2 separate regions of the Sus scrofa genome follow, and region 2 is linked to region 1. The links are chromatin contacts, called in public promoter capture Hi-C maps. All regions are on one chromosome and are shown on one strand. Each heading gives the region's core, a stretch centred on a gene start, on an enhancer-like site or on the middle of the called end of the contact. The rest is flanking DNA. Distances are from core to core; before and after follow the strand shown. Region 1 holds the start of CEP170 (centrosomal protein of 170 kDa). Region 2 holds the start of ZBTB18 (zinc finger and BTB domain-containing protein 18).

The links. Promoter capture Hi-C pulls out the DNA fragments that hold promoters and counts their contacts.
Region 2: a contact with region 1 is called in a promoter capture Hi-C map of liver, with 2.7 times the contacts expected there. The contact joins the promoter of ZBTB18 here to the promoter of CEP170 in region 1. A contact is called at or near these places in 2 of 5 promoter capture datasets (fetal liver and liver) and 1 of 2 datasets of contacts at active chromatin or transcription factors (skeletal muscle).

Annotation. Positions count from the first base shown.
Region 1 is chr10:16,187,376-16,194,940 of Sscrofa11.1, forward strand. It overlaps CEP170 (centrosomal protein of 170 kDa), which reads right to left and starts at 3,902. Exons shown (of 20, transcript XM_021064150.1): 1 at 3,492-3,902. SDCCAG8 (serologically defined colon cancer antigen 8) reads left to right here and starts at 3,803. Exons shown (of 16, transcript XM_021064181.1): 1 at 3,803-4,672. The coding sequence starts at 4,606.
Region 2 is chr10:16,907,077-16,914,746 of Sscrofa11.1, forward strand. It overlaps ZBTB18 (zinc finger and BTB domain-containing protein 18), which reads left to right and starts at 5,946. Exons shown (of 2, transcript XM_021064458.1): 1 at 5,946-6,066.

The DNA of each region.
Region 1 (7,565 bases), core at 2,652-5,151:
TTTTTAGCCCCCTTCCCAAATCGTAATATACTATTGCATAATGATATCACCTAAACTGGACTATATATCCAGTTTAATCAACCCTACAACCCCACAGGTGTCTTCTTGTTCTTTTATGAAGCCCAAGAGGCTAACTCATTGCTGAGCACTTCCCTCAAGAAATATCAGAGTAAATAAAGACCCATTTCATCTAGGGTAGTTGATTATTATAAATCTTGATTATTAACAAGAGTTTATGAAACAAGGTAGTCTGAGGTTTCTCCCCATTAGAAGAAACCCATTTCTTATTGAAATACATCAGCACGTAATGCTCCAGACAATATATATTATTTACTCACCAAGGATTTTTCAAATGGTATGTAATTCCTCTTTTCTTATATTCCCAGAATTTGCAACTGTACAGATATTTGAGTTGGCAATTTAACACCACGCTGTTAGATGTTTATTAGAACACTGCACTGTTTAACTGCCCAATGTTCATGAAAAGAAGAAAAAAAATCACTACACCTTAATTAAAATAGCAAAAGTATTTTTCTGGGATAGAATTTTGTGAAATAAAAGACATGTTGGGAGTTCCCGTCTTGGCTCAGCAATAACAAATCCAACTAGGATCCATGAAGACAAAGGTGTGACCCCCTGGCCTCACTCAGTCCATTACGGATCCGGCGGTACTGTGAGCTGTGGTGCAGGTCACAGACACAGCTCAGATCTGGTGTTGCTGAGGGCTGTGGTGTAGGCCGGCAGCTGCAGCTCTAATTTGACCCCTAGCCTGGGAACTTCTATATGCCGAGGGTGCGGCCCTAAAAAGACCAAAAAAAAAAAAAAGTTGACAACAAGTTTAAACATGTTTAGTATTCAGTACTAGAAGAGTGATATGTGATTACCATCGGATACAACAATAAAACTAGTTTTTTGTTTTTTTTTTAGTGATAAAAGGAAATAAAAAACTGATAGTTGGAACAAACAAACCAAATCACTTAAGCACAGAGTTTTTTAAAAGTGTTTTGATATTTACATTAACAGGCATAATGTATGATAATTTTACAATATAAATTTCACTTCTAACACTAAATTGGAAAATATGCAGATGGTTATTTATTTCCATACAAAGTCATTTTAGAACATCATGAAATTTAACAGTAAGACAAATTTCAAGTTTAATATAATTCCACATGGTGAATTTAATTACAGATTACTTTTTAAGTAAGTTGAAATGTAAGCGATATACTAATTCTTTTGTTTTGCTTTGGCTCACTCGCAGCACATGGAAGATCCCAGGCCAGGGATCAAAATTTCACCTCAGGAGAGAACCTGAACCATAGCAGTGACAAGGCCAGATCCTTAACCCACTGGGCCATAAGAGAAGTCCATGATATACTAATTTTTTTAAAAAGTCTATTAAAGTGCAATGTAGAATTAAAGGATTAAAAAGTATAAGACAACAAATAAGCAATTTATGGCAAACTCAATTTCAACAAAAAAGCATACATTTAATTAAAAGTTCAACTTGAGTGTTCTCCTTAAAAAGTAAATTAAGCTGAAAATAATAAAATTCATTAACTGAAGAAAAACAAACCTCATAGGTTCTTGTTATGTGGCAATTTGATTTTTAAGAGTTTATATATAGTTGATCATACTATAAAATACAATATAAGACAACAGTACTAAAATACGGTTACTAATAAGAAGTAGGGGGAAAATTCCAACAGCTTTTGTTTTTAAGAAAAGCCCACTTAGGGTATCTTTTTCTATATCCTTAAGTTAATACATAAAACTATAGTTCTACATCATTAGTATTATTATCTTTACTTCAAAAGAAAAAGACTAGACTGCTACAACGGAGCTGTCAATGAACCTGACTGTCACAGACAACTCAAAGAGTCTGTAGAGAAGCTTTCCCTAAAAGCTGGGGGACTAGGGGAGACAGCTGGGAGCTCACATTGCAGAGACGTTGGTTTTATTTGACTCTGGCTTTCATGAGTATTTTGGCTGGACACACAAGTCAGTTCACTTTCCAAGTTTTACGTCTTCCTCTTGTCTCTGTTAAGTGCTTTTAGACTCTTCAGCTTTAAAACACCAAAATTCTACAAGATCTACAAAGTTAAGAAAAAGTAAAAGCAGCACTGGTTTTACTTTTTAAAAAATAATGGCAGAAAAATACAAAATGGTTTGTAACTTGCAATGTAATAGTTCCAGAACTGAATTCCTAAACCGTTGCAGCCTACCCAGCCAGGGTTATATCAGTGCAGACCTGGATACTGTATTTATAATATAACTGTCTCCTCTCAAATCAGTCCTCCACCTGCTCCTCCCCATTCTCCTTCAATCTCTCTTCTGTTTGTTTTAACCCCAGCAAATGGTTGTATGCATTGTAAGCTTAATAATCAAATCATTTTAAGAGATGCGTTTTCAATCAAGTGTATCACCTACTTTACCACATTTCTCCCAAGTGGGTGAATTTTCATTAAGAGAATAAAAATATCAGTTCAAAAAGTCAGAAAAAGAAATGTACCAGGCCTATTTTTTGTTTTGCATGCTTAAAAAACAAAACGGAAAGATGTTTCCTAACCTCCTCCCTTAGGAACACGAATGCGTTACCCACCCAATAAAAAAACAATTCCGCCGGTTCATTTTCCTGCTACACAACAGCTTCGTCGTCAAGGCCCTTCCTAGTCCATTCTTCATCGTCATCTAGTAATTTTATATTGATCACCTTGGCAAGGCTTGGACAGGCACTGTCCTTGTCTTCCAGAAGCTTTACATTCTCCAAATAAATAAAAACTCTGCTACACACTAAAAAACAAAGATTCTATGACTCGGGATACAAATCCCACATCTTCCCGCCCTGTGTTAGGCAGCTGCTAATTTTTCCTTCCCTTGCATAAAATGAAGGGACACATACCAAAGACCACATTTGAATCTCAGGACAATGAAGTCGACAGGAAGCCACTTTCTCCTCCCCCGGTTTACTACCAAGCTACAGCCTGCGCGGGTGCAGTCGCCTGGCGGGGTGCGTGACACCACGTCTTCTACGCCCTCCCACCGCGTCCAAAAGGCTCCTCGCCGGACCCCCCAAATCACCCCACACCCCCAAAACAACCACACAATAAGGATCGACACCGAGCTGCTCGGACCGGGAAATATCCCTTCACCAGCGGCAGCGCAGCCATTCCCTCCACTGCTCCGCCCGCACCCCTGCACACTGCTTGGGCGGAGCGGCTGCACAAAGCCGGGAGAGCCCAGACGACTCAATACGTGGACACAAGCGGGGAAGCCGGGCCGCAGGACTGGGGGACGCGGGGGGGGAGGGGAGGGGCGGCCCCGCCGGGTCCCGGGTCCGGGGCGGGGGCAGCGCGCGGAGCCTACGGGAAGCGCCCCTCGCCGCCCAGCCCGCACCCCGCCCGCCGCGGGCCGCGCCCGAGCCCCGGCTGCAAACCGGAGGAGCAGGATGTGGGAAGACGGCGGCGACGGCATCAGAGTGCATCACTTACCCCTCACTGCTGAGAGGCACCGGACCGGGGGGCGGGGCGCGCCGCGTCCCGTGAGTCTCTCGCCAGCTTCCTCCCCCACCCCGTCGTCGTCGTCTTCGTCGTCGCCGCCGCCGCCGCGATCGAGCTCCTGGCCCCTCCGCGCCGCTGGGCAATAACGTTATTCCACACACGCTCCGCACATAGCGGTAACGGCAAGGAGCGGCCGCCCAGTGCGCAGGCGCCAGGGGAGAGGGCGAAGAGCCCGGCCCTACCCCTGCTCCGGCCCAGTCCCGGCGAACTTCTACTGCGCAGGCGCCAAGCACAGACAATGAAAAGGGGTTGTGTGGGGGGTCTCACCCACAGGCCTCGCCAGCTGCCGACTGCGCAGGCGTACACCAAAGACCTGCTTCAACAATGAGGAGGACTGGGCTTTAGCTGGGACCGCAACCCGTAAGGACTACATTTCCCAGCGGGCAGTGCGTCAACTCCTCCAAACTGAGGTCGGGTGGCCAGCTGGGTGTGCTAAAATTTGTAGCGTCAGCCGCTTTCACAATTTAGGCTGTTTGGGAGATTCAGAGCTTCTTTTTCCTGAGAATTTATTTGGCGGTGTTGGCAAAAGTTGTGGCTGAAGAGTGTAGAATTTATTTGCGTTCTTGAGACGCCTCAAGGGTCAACTGCATTCTAGCGAACTTAAAAGAATCAAGGCGTTCAGTGAGTGCTTTCTGTCAGATGGTCCAAACACACGATGGGATGGAGGCAGGACCAAGACAGGCAGCGCTACAGAAATGGGCGGAGCCTCCAAACGGTCTCTTGGCGACCAGATCTGGCAGCCAAACTGCTGAAGCGTGAGCTTGGAGCGCGTTGCCCTCTGGGAATTGTAGTTTGTTTGGGAGGGCGCCTGGGAACTTGAGACAGTAATCCCGGAACACGAGGACTACAATTTCCGAGGTCCACCACAAGGGCCCGTGGGTGGGAAGAGGCCCGGCTGGCTGCGTCTGGGATTCCGCGCTCCGGGTTGACAGCCGCGGCAGGAAGCGGGTGGGCGCCTGTGGGGCGCTGGGGCCTCTTATTCTCGGAGAGGAGAACCCTGGACACTACCCCACGCAACTCCCGTCTCTGAGCTCCGAGTGTGTGCATGGCGAAATCTTCGGAGAACTCTACCCTGGAGGAGATTCTGGGGCAGTATCAACGGAGTCTCCGGGGTGAGTTGCTCCGAACCTTTGCCCTAACCCCTTAATACCAGGGTCTCGTGGACGGGAGCTGACCAGGTGCATTTCCTAACGGCTTGGTTCGGCCCAAGCCAGAGTGCAGAGGAAGAAGCTGGATGTTGCTGTGATCTTTGAGGGAAGGCTAAATAGTTATTACGGTTAAGCAGCATCGCTTCCCTTGATTCCCATAGTTCCCATAGTTACCTGAACCAACTCCCTGATCTTGTCTTGGGCATCTTTTTCACCCGACGCCCGCAAAATCTCTAGGACGCTTCTATGAGTGTCGCCCACTTCCCCTACATCTCTCTTTTTAATCCAGTACATTTCTGATGCGCTCTTTTTACACATTCGAATTATAGTATGCTGGGTTGGATGTGATTTATTGGACAAGGAAAAAACACACTAATAATTATTTTAGTCACAACAGCTTCTATTTAGCGGCCCAGGCTATTTACACACATTAAATCACTTAAAACTTAACAACAGTCTTATGAGTGACCCTCTTCTACACCTGGGGACCTGGTGCAAGGAGGTTAAATTAGGCCAAAGCCGACCCAGCTGGTTAGTGGCAGAGCCTGGTATTAATTCAGTCAGGCTTGTCTGCCTTAAAAGCTTAAAAGCCTATGTTTTTTCTTTCTCCCTTTCTTTCTGTCTTCCTTCCTTGCTTCTTTCTTTCTTCTTTCTGCCACACCTGTGATCTGTGACGTGTGTGTAAGTTCCCAGTCAGGGATTGAACCCATGCCTCAGCAGCCACCTGAGCCACTGCCATGACTCTGTTGGATCCTTAATCCTTAAAAGTTTCATTAAGGAATATTAGAGGTCCCACTGTGGTGCAGTGGGCTAAGAATGACTGTGGAGGCTCGGATTGCTGTGTAGGCAAAGGTTCATTAAGGGATCCTTAACCCACCTGGCCTCCACCGTGGGTTAAGGATCCCTTGTTGCCACAGCTGTAGCACAAGTTGCAGCTATGGCTCCGATTCAATCCCTGGCCTGGGAACTTCCATATTGCCACGAGTGGGGCCATTAAAACATTTTTTTTTTAGGATTCATTATTCTCCTAGACGTCATTCACTCTATTTTCTGTTCTTTTGCATTTCTTAAACCTCTTGGTTTTAACGTTTATGACCATTATTTTTACCAGAGTAATAAAAAGCCAGTAGAACTCCATTTTTTATTCCCTACAACCATTGAGGTAAAATGAGCAAAAGACAGGGTTTAACAGCTAAAAAAGGGATATTTTATAAGTAAACAGTCAAGCCTGAAGTAATGTAGAACCAAAACAATGGTTTAGTGTTAGGCGATTGTAGGGGTGTTTTCAGATGGTAAACAGGTTTGGACAGAAAAAAGAGATAAAGTTATAAAGTTAATCACGCTTTTGAGATACTAAGAATAATTGTATTATCTCTTTGAGATGTTTAAAAGACTTAAACCAATCATTTCACCCGTTTGTGCTAAGGTCTTCCACCTTTTCATTTAGTGGTACTCCTCAGAGGCCAAAAAGTAGGGACGGTACCTTGACATGCACTTGTGTACTTGCTGAAGCAACCTTGATTATGGGGGAGCTTCATTAAAACCCGCTGGGATAGTAATAGCAGTGACCACCTAAGGGAGTTATAGAAAGTGGCCTTAGAGTACAGCTATTGTTTCACGTACTTAGGTCTGAAAACAAGTTGAAACTAACTATGAATTCCAAGCTCTTTTTTTTTCCCCCCGCTTTTTGCTTTTTAGGGCCGCATCTGCAGCATATAGAAGAAGTTCCCAGGCTTGAATCGGACCTATGGCCACTAGCCTGCACCGCAGCCACAGCCATGTAGGATCTGAGCGAGCAGCGTCTGCGACCTACACCACAGCTGGTGGCAACGCCGTATCCTTAACCCCCTGAGTGAGGCCAGGGATCGAACCTGCATCCTCATGGATCCTAGTTGGGTTTGTTGACCGCCGAGCCACAGAGGGAACTCCCCCAAGTTCTTAATTATGGCGGCTTTAACACCTGGGTCAGAAGCACCTCCTCACAGTAGTGATGGCCCGGGTTTGTACACTGCCCACCACGGTGGCAGACTAGCCCATTGTCCTGCCCACTCTTCATTAAGACATGGCCGTAGTTAAAATGTAGTAATGTGGGAAGTCTCTCTTCAGGACTGAACAACAGCTCTCATGTTATTACTTTAAGTCAGCAGTTCTCATCTGGGGTGACTGTTTTCCACCCAGGAGATGATTGGTCATGTCTAGATGCATTTTTGGTTGCTGCAGCTGGCAGGGAGGAGTCCGCTGGATCTAGGGCGCAGAGGCCAGTGATGCTGCTCTACAAACACAACACATGCCTTTACAGTCAAGAATTACCAGGTCCGGAGTTCCCGTCGTGGCGCAGTGGTTAACGAATCCAACTAGGAACCATGAGGTTGCGGGTTCGGTCCCTGCCCTTGCTCAGTGGGTTGACGATCCGGCATTGCCGTGAGCTGTGGTGTAGCTTGCAGACGCGGCTCAGATCCAGCATTGCTGTGGCTCTGGCGTAGGTTGGTGGCTGCAGCTCTGATTCGACCCCTAGCCTGGGAACCTCCATATGCCGCGGGAGCGGCCCAAGAAATAGAAAAAAGACAAAAAAAAAAAAAAAAAAATTTACCAGGTCCAAATGTCAATGGTGCTGAAATTGAGAACCATGATCTAGAAGTTGCAAGGCTTTGCTCATAGCATTTGCTCTGCGAGAATCGTACTTGAAAATAATGGCAATTAAGGATACAGATTGTATTGGCTCGTAATTTTGCCTAAGTTCTGTCAGTGTGGCTAAGCTTACTTCTTTATCAATGGAAAGTGACAGATGCATAAACCCTCTCAGTTGGTGCCAGAAAAATACCAGGTGTGTCCTTCATGATGCTCAGGGCCGATCTCC
Region 2 (7,670 bases), core at 4,696-7,195, 720 kb after region 1:
AAGAAAAGGTTTTTATTAAGACAGTTTTCTGTTATTACAGTCGTTAGGGCTGGGATGCCTTTTTTTTGGAGCCAGGCACAAAAAAATGAAAGGTTATCTTTGTCCAGTGGGTTCACCACGAAATCTGCACATCACGAAGTCCGAAACATAAGGAGGAGTGATATTATTTCATGTATTTGTCGGCACCTAGCACAGGGTGGAAATTTTACAAGAACTGTGAGAAGGCAGTCCCCTATTTCCCTTTTGTATTATCATATGTCCATCAGCAAGTCATGTTTAGATGTAACGTTTTCCTATCTGCCAGTTTAAAGCCCAAGAAGGTTCTGCTTTTGAGGAGGGGCAGGCCTAAAAGGCAGGAAAAAAATTGTCCTTGTGCTGGAACCCAGACAGATAGCTGTTTGTCTTGTGGTCAGAAGCACCACACTTGTCCTGTAATAGATGTGCAATGTCAATGCCAACCTATAACCTCTCTTTACTTCACTTCCTCTAAGTGCATTTGCACCCAAGTGTCCACCAGCCCTAATTTAAGCAACGGAATAGAATTAAAATATTAACATTGAAATACTTAGTTTTATTCTTTCATTTTGAACAAAAACAAACTTCCTCACTCTGAATACAATTTACAGAAATTTTAGAATAACTAATGCTCAAAGATTTCTGTTATCGAAAAATGGGGCATGAATGTCATAGGTTCATGTAAATCTTTGAACCTATTATTCCAGAATCCATTCATCTGGAAAAGTTGTAGCTCTCCTCAGATTATTTTCAAAAATTAACTCTAAAAAACCCGCAAATAAAATGAACACATCTTTTAGCTAACATAACTTCCAAAACAATAGAACAATGCCAACATTTGGATTTTGGAGGAATTGCGTGATGTGTGTGTGTGTGTGTGGCCACTCCTGTGGCATATGGAAGCTCCTGGGCTAGGGATCAAACTTGTGCCATAGCAGTAACCCAAGTTGCTGCAGTGACCATGCTGGAATCTTAACCATAGAATAATTGGGTTTTTTTATTGTGTGTTGGTTTTTTTGGAACTGTGTGATTTTTAAAGGGGGTGACTTGTCTATACACATTTATTTTGTTTAGGATGGTATCTAAATACTTTTTAACCAATTGACCTCACATCAATGGCCAGCAGGAAGGCATTCTGTGGAGCAAGGAAGAGAGCCAACCTGGAATTCGAAAGTCGCCCAGGCTCATATACCAGTAGAATAATGAATGTATTACAGCACAAAGTTAACTGTAAAGAGCATTGCTGTATGCATTTTCCCCTTCCATATGCTATAAGGCATAAGGCAAATTATTGGTAGGCTGGGGGGGGAGGAAGAGAGCGAGAAAGAGGTGTGATTTGGGTGGCTCTTTGTTTTCTTTCTCAATTCTCCAAAGTGGCCAGTGTTGGTCTCTCAACCAAGCCTGAACTATCAGCCGCCTTCAGCCATTATGCTGTCTCTGGATTTATGGCAGACACGTAAAAGTACTGATTTACAGTAAGCAACTGAAAACTGGCTCTACAGGAAAGACAGTTCTGGGAAGACTGTATCTTTTGCTTGTCTCTGCCCTTTCATAGACCTCAAACAGGTTTAAATTACTGGTGTAGACTCTATCTGCTTTCAGTAAAGGGGGTCTCTCCCCACTGCCCTGCGTAAATCTGCTACAGATCTTTCCTCAAGTGCTTATGATAACATTATTTCTGTCTTCAGGCCTGAGAATCAGGATGAATTATCCTCTATTTACAGCTTATCATAGTTCAGAAATTTAACAGATCCAAGTATTACAGAATTTATAACCCAGGAAATGATTTGGCATGTAATGTGCTATGTGGGATTATATAATTTTTTTTTTTTAAACTATGCTTTAGGAAATATGCTCCCTGTTCATTTCATCATGGTGGTGTGTGTCTCAGTTTGTTCATTTACTTTTTACTATTGTTTCAGCTGTGTTTCTCTGTCTCCTCCTCCTTTCAGGCCATTTTAATGTGTCATTTCTAAAAGCCAAAAGAGAATGACAGAGAAAGAGAGAGGGAAAATTTAAATAAATTAATAGAATTTAAGCTATGACACTGAAAGTGAATGAATGAGCTGAATAGAAGCTTCTACACATTTTTCATGTATTTTTTTTTTTTCTACACTCAAAACCAAGTTAGTTTCTACTCACATTTTGTTACGTTTTTTTTGGGCGGCACCCAAAGCATGCCCAAGTTCCCTGGCCAGGCATTGAACCCTTGCCACAGCTGTGACAATTCCTTAACCTACTGATCCACCAGGGAACTCCACATTTTATAGTTGTTATATTTAAAACAGTACACCTTGCAATATCTGGTCTTTGCCTATTAATGCTTGCCTCCCTAATTTTTTAAGAAAAATTCCAATTATACCTGAAGTTTCTAAAAAGTCAAAACTCAAAAATTAATTTCATAGATAACTTTTTCAAGATGACCTATTGCACAAAGTGTAATAAAAACGCCGACACGATTTTTTTGTCGGGGATTTGGCCTGTGGTTCACATTTAAAAGTCAGACATTTATTTTATGGAGTTGCTCATCAAATTAAGTTTTATAGCGTTAAACTGTTATTGGCCAAAAAACATGTGTTACTAAAACGCAAATCTTGTTCTCTAGCAAGAAATCCAACCATGAATGGTTGGATTGACTTGTATCATTTTAAATTTCAGGATTCCCAGAAAAGTATGGATTAAGTGGAACTGTACAGGACTGGGATTCCTCCAGAGGGAAACAATGGTATATTTTTCTAATAGTTTAGAGTCTGTACTTTTTGCACCTTTTCCCCACTGTGGGAGAGGAAAAAAAGAAAGATTATTGGTTCTCAAACTCTGCCAAGTAGCCCTGTATCTTGCTAAGTCTGTTGGGCAGAGGTAAACAGACCCTACTTTGAAGATCCTACCCCTTATAAGGAGTCTGACTTACCTTCCATGATTCCAAATGGATGCTCAATAAAAATAAGCCTTCTGTATTATACCTCTGAAATCCGTCTTATTTATTTACAATTTGCATGCTGACAACTTTCCAAAGATAACTTAAAAGTATCATTTGTACAGTAAGGTTATGACACTTAAAAAAAAAGGCAGAGTAAAAAATTTTTTCATGTTAAAAAAACAAAAAGGGCAGAGGAAATGGAACTGCAACCAGGGATCAGGGGCAAGATGGTTATAAAAATTTAATATTAAATTTAGCTCTGACATTCATATCCTATTACATTGTTACGTAGTTTCTCCTTTGCTTCAGATTTTTATATATTTATGTCATTTCTTTCCCAACTAAATTTAAACCCCAAGCAGAGAGGCTATCTCATACTTTTTTGTTGTCTTCCATTAGCCTTTTTAAACACAATAACTACTCCAGAAACATTTTGATTGATTCTGACAATGTGGGAATAGTCCATGCATTGTCATAAATTTTAAAAATCCTTTACATAATTGAGGGACTACAAACTTGCTTCCTTAAATATCTATTTAATTTATATTTCCCGGCTACTCTACTCACCTCTCAAAATGGATCCCAGTGATGACTGTTGTATCTAAAAAACAAGGCTCTTAACTTTTGATGCATCAGTGTCTCTCCTAGGACATCTCTGGGGCTGTTATTCTACCTGTGGGTGCTTTTTGTAAAAACTTTTGTTTGAGCTGTGACTGTCCTACGTGCCATAGAACTGAGTTTCTAAACGTTTTGTGTAGAACCTGAATGTTCCAAATTTCTCATGAACTTATTATGTAATATGCTGTCACTATCACTGACTCTTTTTGTCCAGAAATCTGTTACTTTCCTTATTTTAAACTTTTAGTAGGTGAGAAACAACTTTGAGAATGCAAGTGTTTATTTTCCCAAGCTTTTCCTGCACTTGTTGGCAAAGCGCCTGCTTCTTTTCACCTGTTTTTATAATATACACTCTTACATTATTATATACACATTATATACATAATTATAGACATACAATCATATATGCTATATATATAGTATATACACTATCTTCCTTCATCGAGAACGTTTGTAAAATTCCCCTAAGTCGAAACAGGTCAGTAGTGAGGTTCTCTGCTCTTTCTACTGACAGACTAAAGATCTAGAATTCACCAGCCACCCAGATCCAACAACAGATTTCACGGAACACAAAACTCTAGTTGCCTCAGGATGGCCTTGACCTCGGTTATCAATCATAAGGGCACACAAAAACATTGAGGAAAGAGCAGAGAACCTCACTACTGTTTCTAACAGGATATTCCAACAGTATTTCAGCTCCAGGAATTTTGCGTGCTCCTGTTTTGACTTCATTAGTAATTCAATATGTCTGATTTGCCCACACGACACTTTTTCAACTTACTTTATCCATCTGACCTGGAACAAAGTGAAAGCACATTTTGCCCAGTTGAAGAGTCTTCTGGCAAGTTGGGTCGCAACAGGCTTGCCAGTCCCAGTTCAGTTAACAAAGAATAAACACATTTCACTTGACATTTACTAGTGCACTAACTTCCTCACTCTGCAGTTTTCTATTTTATATTCTCAAACCATTTTTTTCACTTCTTATTCAACTTTTTACTTGTGATTCTTGCCTCCTCAACAAGATTTCCAGTTTCTTGAGGTTGAGGTTGCTACATGTCTTCGTGGCCCTGATCAACACAGTTTAACTGCAAAGAACAGGAATGGAATAAAAGTTTACTTGAAGGGAGGGAGAAGCGATACAACAGTCTGACATCTACCCTTGGTAGTTTAATTTTGTGGCTTGAGACATACCAATTACGGAATCAGGCTATGGCTTCTACAAGCATCAATTTTACTGCAGTTCTCTAGAATTTGGTCACTTGGGAATGGCTACTTGTAACAGTGCAAGGAAGTACACGTGACAAGAGGGTTCTCCGAGAACGACGGGCGCTCCGCCGCCGTGCCTGTGTCAAGATGCCTCGAGAAGGACGCCCAGAAACGGCCCGTCCGAGCCGGTGGTGTCCGCAGAGCCCGACGCGCACCTGCACACCGGGCAGCGCGGGTGGGCGCGAGGACGTCCCTTAGTCCTAAGCTCTGCGCTCCGGGGGACGAAGGCCTGGGCCCTCACAGCAGGAGCAGAGGGGGCCACCTAATGCCGGACTCAGGTCAAGTCTGTCCCGGGCGCCCTGCCTCCACGGATACCTGCTTAACTTCGAGCAGCCCAGCCCCACTACGTTTAAAAGTGTATTTACGGTTGTCAAGGAGCACACCGAAAAGCTTGCTCCGCACCCCCAGAGCGCGCGAGGCCTCCCAGCCTGGAAACAGGCCCCTCCCAACGCAGCTGTCGCCGCCGCCCGCGGGCTCCTTTCACTTTCTCACGGCCAAGTCCCCCAGAGGGGCGCCGCTGCCGCCACCGCCGCTGCGCCCGCCCGACGACTCCGCCCGCACCGCCTCGCTACCAGCCCCGCCCGCCCGGGTCCGCCCAGCCCAAGAGTTTCTGCTTGCGATTGGCTCGCGGGAGCGGCAGCTCCGGCTGGCCTCTCCCATTGGGTGGGCTCTCTTGTCAGTCCGACGAAAGCCCGCCACTGCCTCCGCCCCTCTGAAAAGCCGCCCTCCTATTGGAGGAGACTGCGTGCAGGGGGCGGGCGGGGAACCCGGTCCGGCCGCTTTCGGTCAATCGCAGCAGCCCAGCGCCGGGAGGGAGGGAGGCGGGGGGAACATCTGGCCGGCGCCGCCGCGTGCGTGCGTGGTGCGTCCCCCCGCCCCTCCCCCCGGCTCCCCCCGCCCCCCCCGCCACTGCCCCCCAGCCCGGGCTCCGCGCTCGCTCCTAGCTCGCTCGCTCCCTCGCTGTGTCTGGCAGGCTGCGGCCGCCGCTGGGCTGCTGCCATGGGGAGCCGTTGAGAGTGGGGCCTCTTCGCTCCGCCGCGCTCCTCCGGCTGCCAGCGGGGGTGGGCGGGCGGGAGGGGGCAGGGGGAGCGGGCGACGGAGCCGGGAGTGGGGGGCGGGGGGGCCGGGAGGGAGGGAGGGGGGCCCGCGGAGGAGGAAGCCCACCAAGTCCGGCGGCGGCGGCGGCGGCGGCCGGGAGGCGGAGGACGCGGCGGCGGTGGGGACGCGGTGACTTAGGGCCGCTCCGTGTGAGTCCCGGCGCCGGCCCCCGGCCCCAACCCGGCGTCCCCTCCGCGCCCCGGCCATGGCGGGCGGGGCGCTGGCTGTGCGGCCCCGGCCGGCGGGGCAGTGCGGGCGGGCGGCCGGGCGGCCGGGCCCCGTGAGTGGAGTTAGTTTGTGCGGGTGGAGCTGGGGGCGGCGGGGCGGGGGGGGCGCCGCAGCGGCGGGGGCCGGGCGCGAGGCCGGGCCGCCGCAGCTGCGGGTCGGGCGGGGTGCGGCCGGTGCAGCTGCGGCGCGGGGCGCGCTCCGGCCGGTGCAGCTGCGGCGGCGCCTCTCGGGGCGGGGGCGCGGGGCGGGGGCTTGGGAGCGGTGCAGCTGCAAGGCGGCGGGACGGCCGCCGCTCCGGGGACCCGTGCAGCTGCGGCAGCGCCCGCGGGGAGGCCCCTCCCGGGCCGGGGCAGTTGCCGGGGGCTCGCGCCTGGGCGGCGGGGAAGCGGTAGCCGCCTCCCTCCCCCGGCTTCTTACGACTTTTCTTTTGTTGTTGCCGTGACCTGGGTCTGTTTTCTCGTCTGTTGTTTAAGGTGTTTTCCTGCTGCACCGGCTCTACGCCCTCCGCCTCCTTCCCTGTGGTTTAACCTTCCTCTTTCCCCTAGTGTTTTATGCACAGCCAACTACGTAAAGATTTGCATTTCTTCCCCACTCCCCGCTCTTCACCCCCCCCCGCCCCCACCTCCTTGAAAAACAAAACCCAACCTCACAAAACCTCTCCGGACCCGCGGCTGCGAGGCGCAGAGGGGTTGATTTGTGGAGTGGGAGTCGCTGGCCCATTGCAGTGCTCGGGACTCGTTAAACTGTCACTCGCCATTCCCCCCGCCCCAGCCTAGCCCCCCGCCCCACCGGGTAAATGGGGTGATTAATGTCTGATATATTGGAATGAGGCGAGGGCATTTGTGCAGAATAGGTGGTGTGGCCGAGAAGGAATTTATTTCCAAAGAGTGCCTCCTGAAATAGGCATTCATAATTGTGTCATTCATCGCGAAGTTAGAGAAAGTTAGGTCTGTGACTTTGGAAAAGCGAGAAGCGCGGGATGGAGACCTTGGTCTTTGTTACTCTTTATTTAACTCTTGGCCGTGGTTTTCTAATGGGAGCGGAGTGGACATCCCCAGGACTGTGACACTTTGCGCCTCAGGCCCCAGCGCCTTTTCTGCTCCTCACCCTCAGAAGGGTCTTGTAGAGACGTGCTTGACATTCACAGATGTCGCAGCCCCTTGCAGGGCACCGGTCAGGCCGGCCCGGGTTACCTTAACAATTTCGTCAGCCGCTCTAAAAGGACCCACAAAGTCTAACTAAAAAAAAAAAAAAAAAAAAAAAAGTTCCCAACTTCCTAGACCTGGCTTCCCTTCCACTTCCCCCTTTCTCCCTGAAAGGTTTTCTTGTGATCATGAACATTACAGAGTGACCCACAAAAAAGATTGTTATGGGACACAGATCAAGGGGAAGACAGAGTTCTGCTCTTTCTGAGCAGAAAGTCAAATCAGATAGGCAGATGCAGCATTCACTGTAAATGGCTGTAGCAGGTTGTATGGGTTTATTAATTTGTCTCATTGAACTGAAGTACTTTCCAGGATTTCAG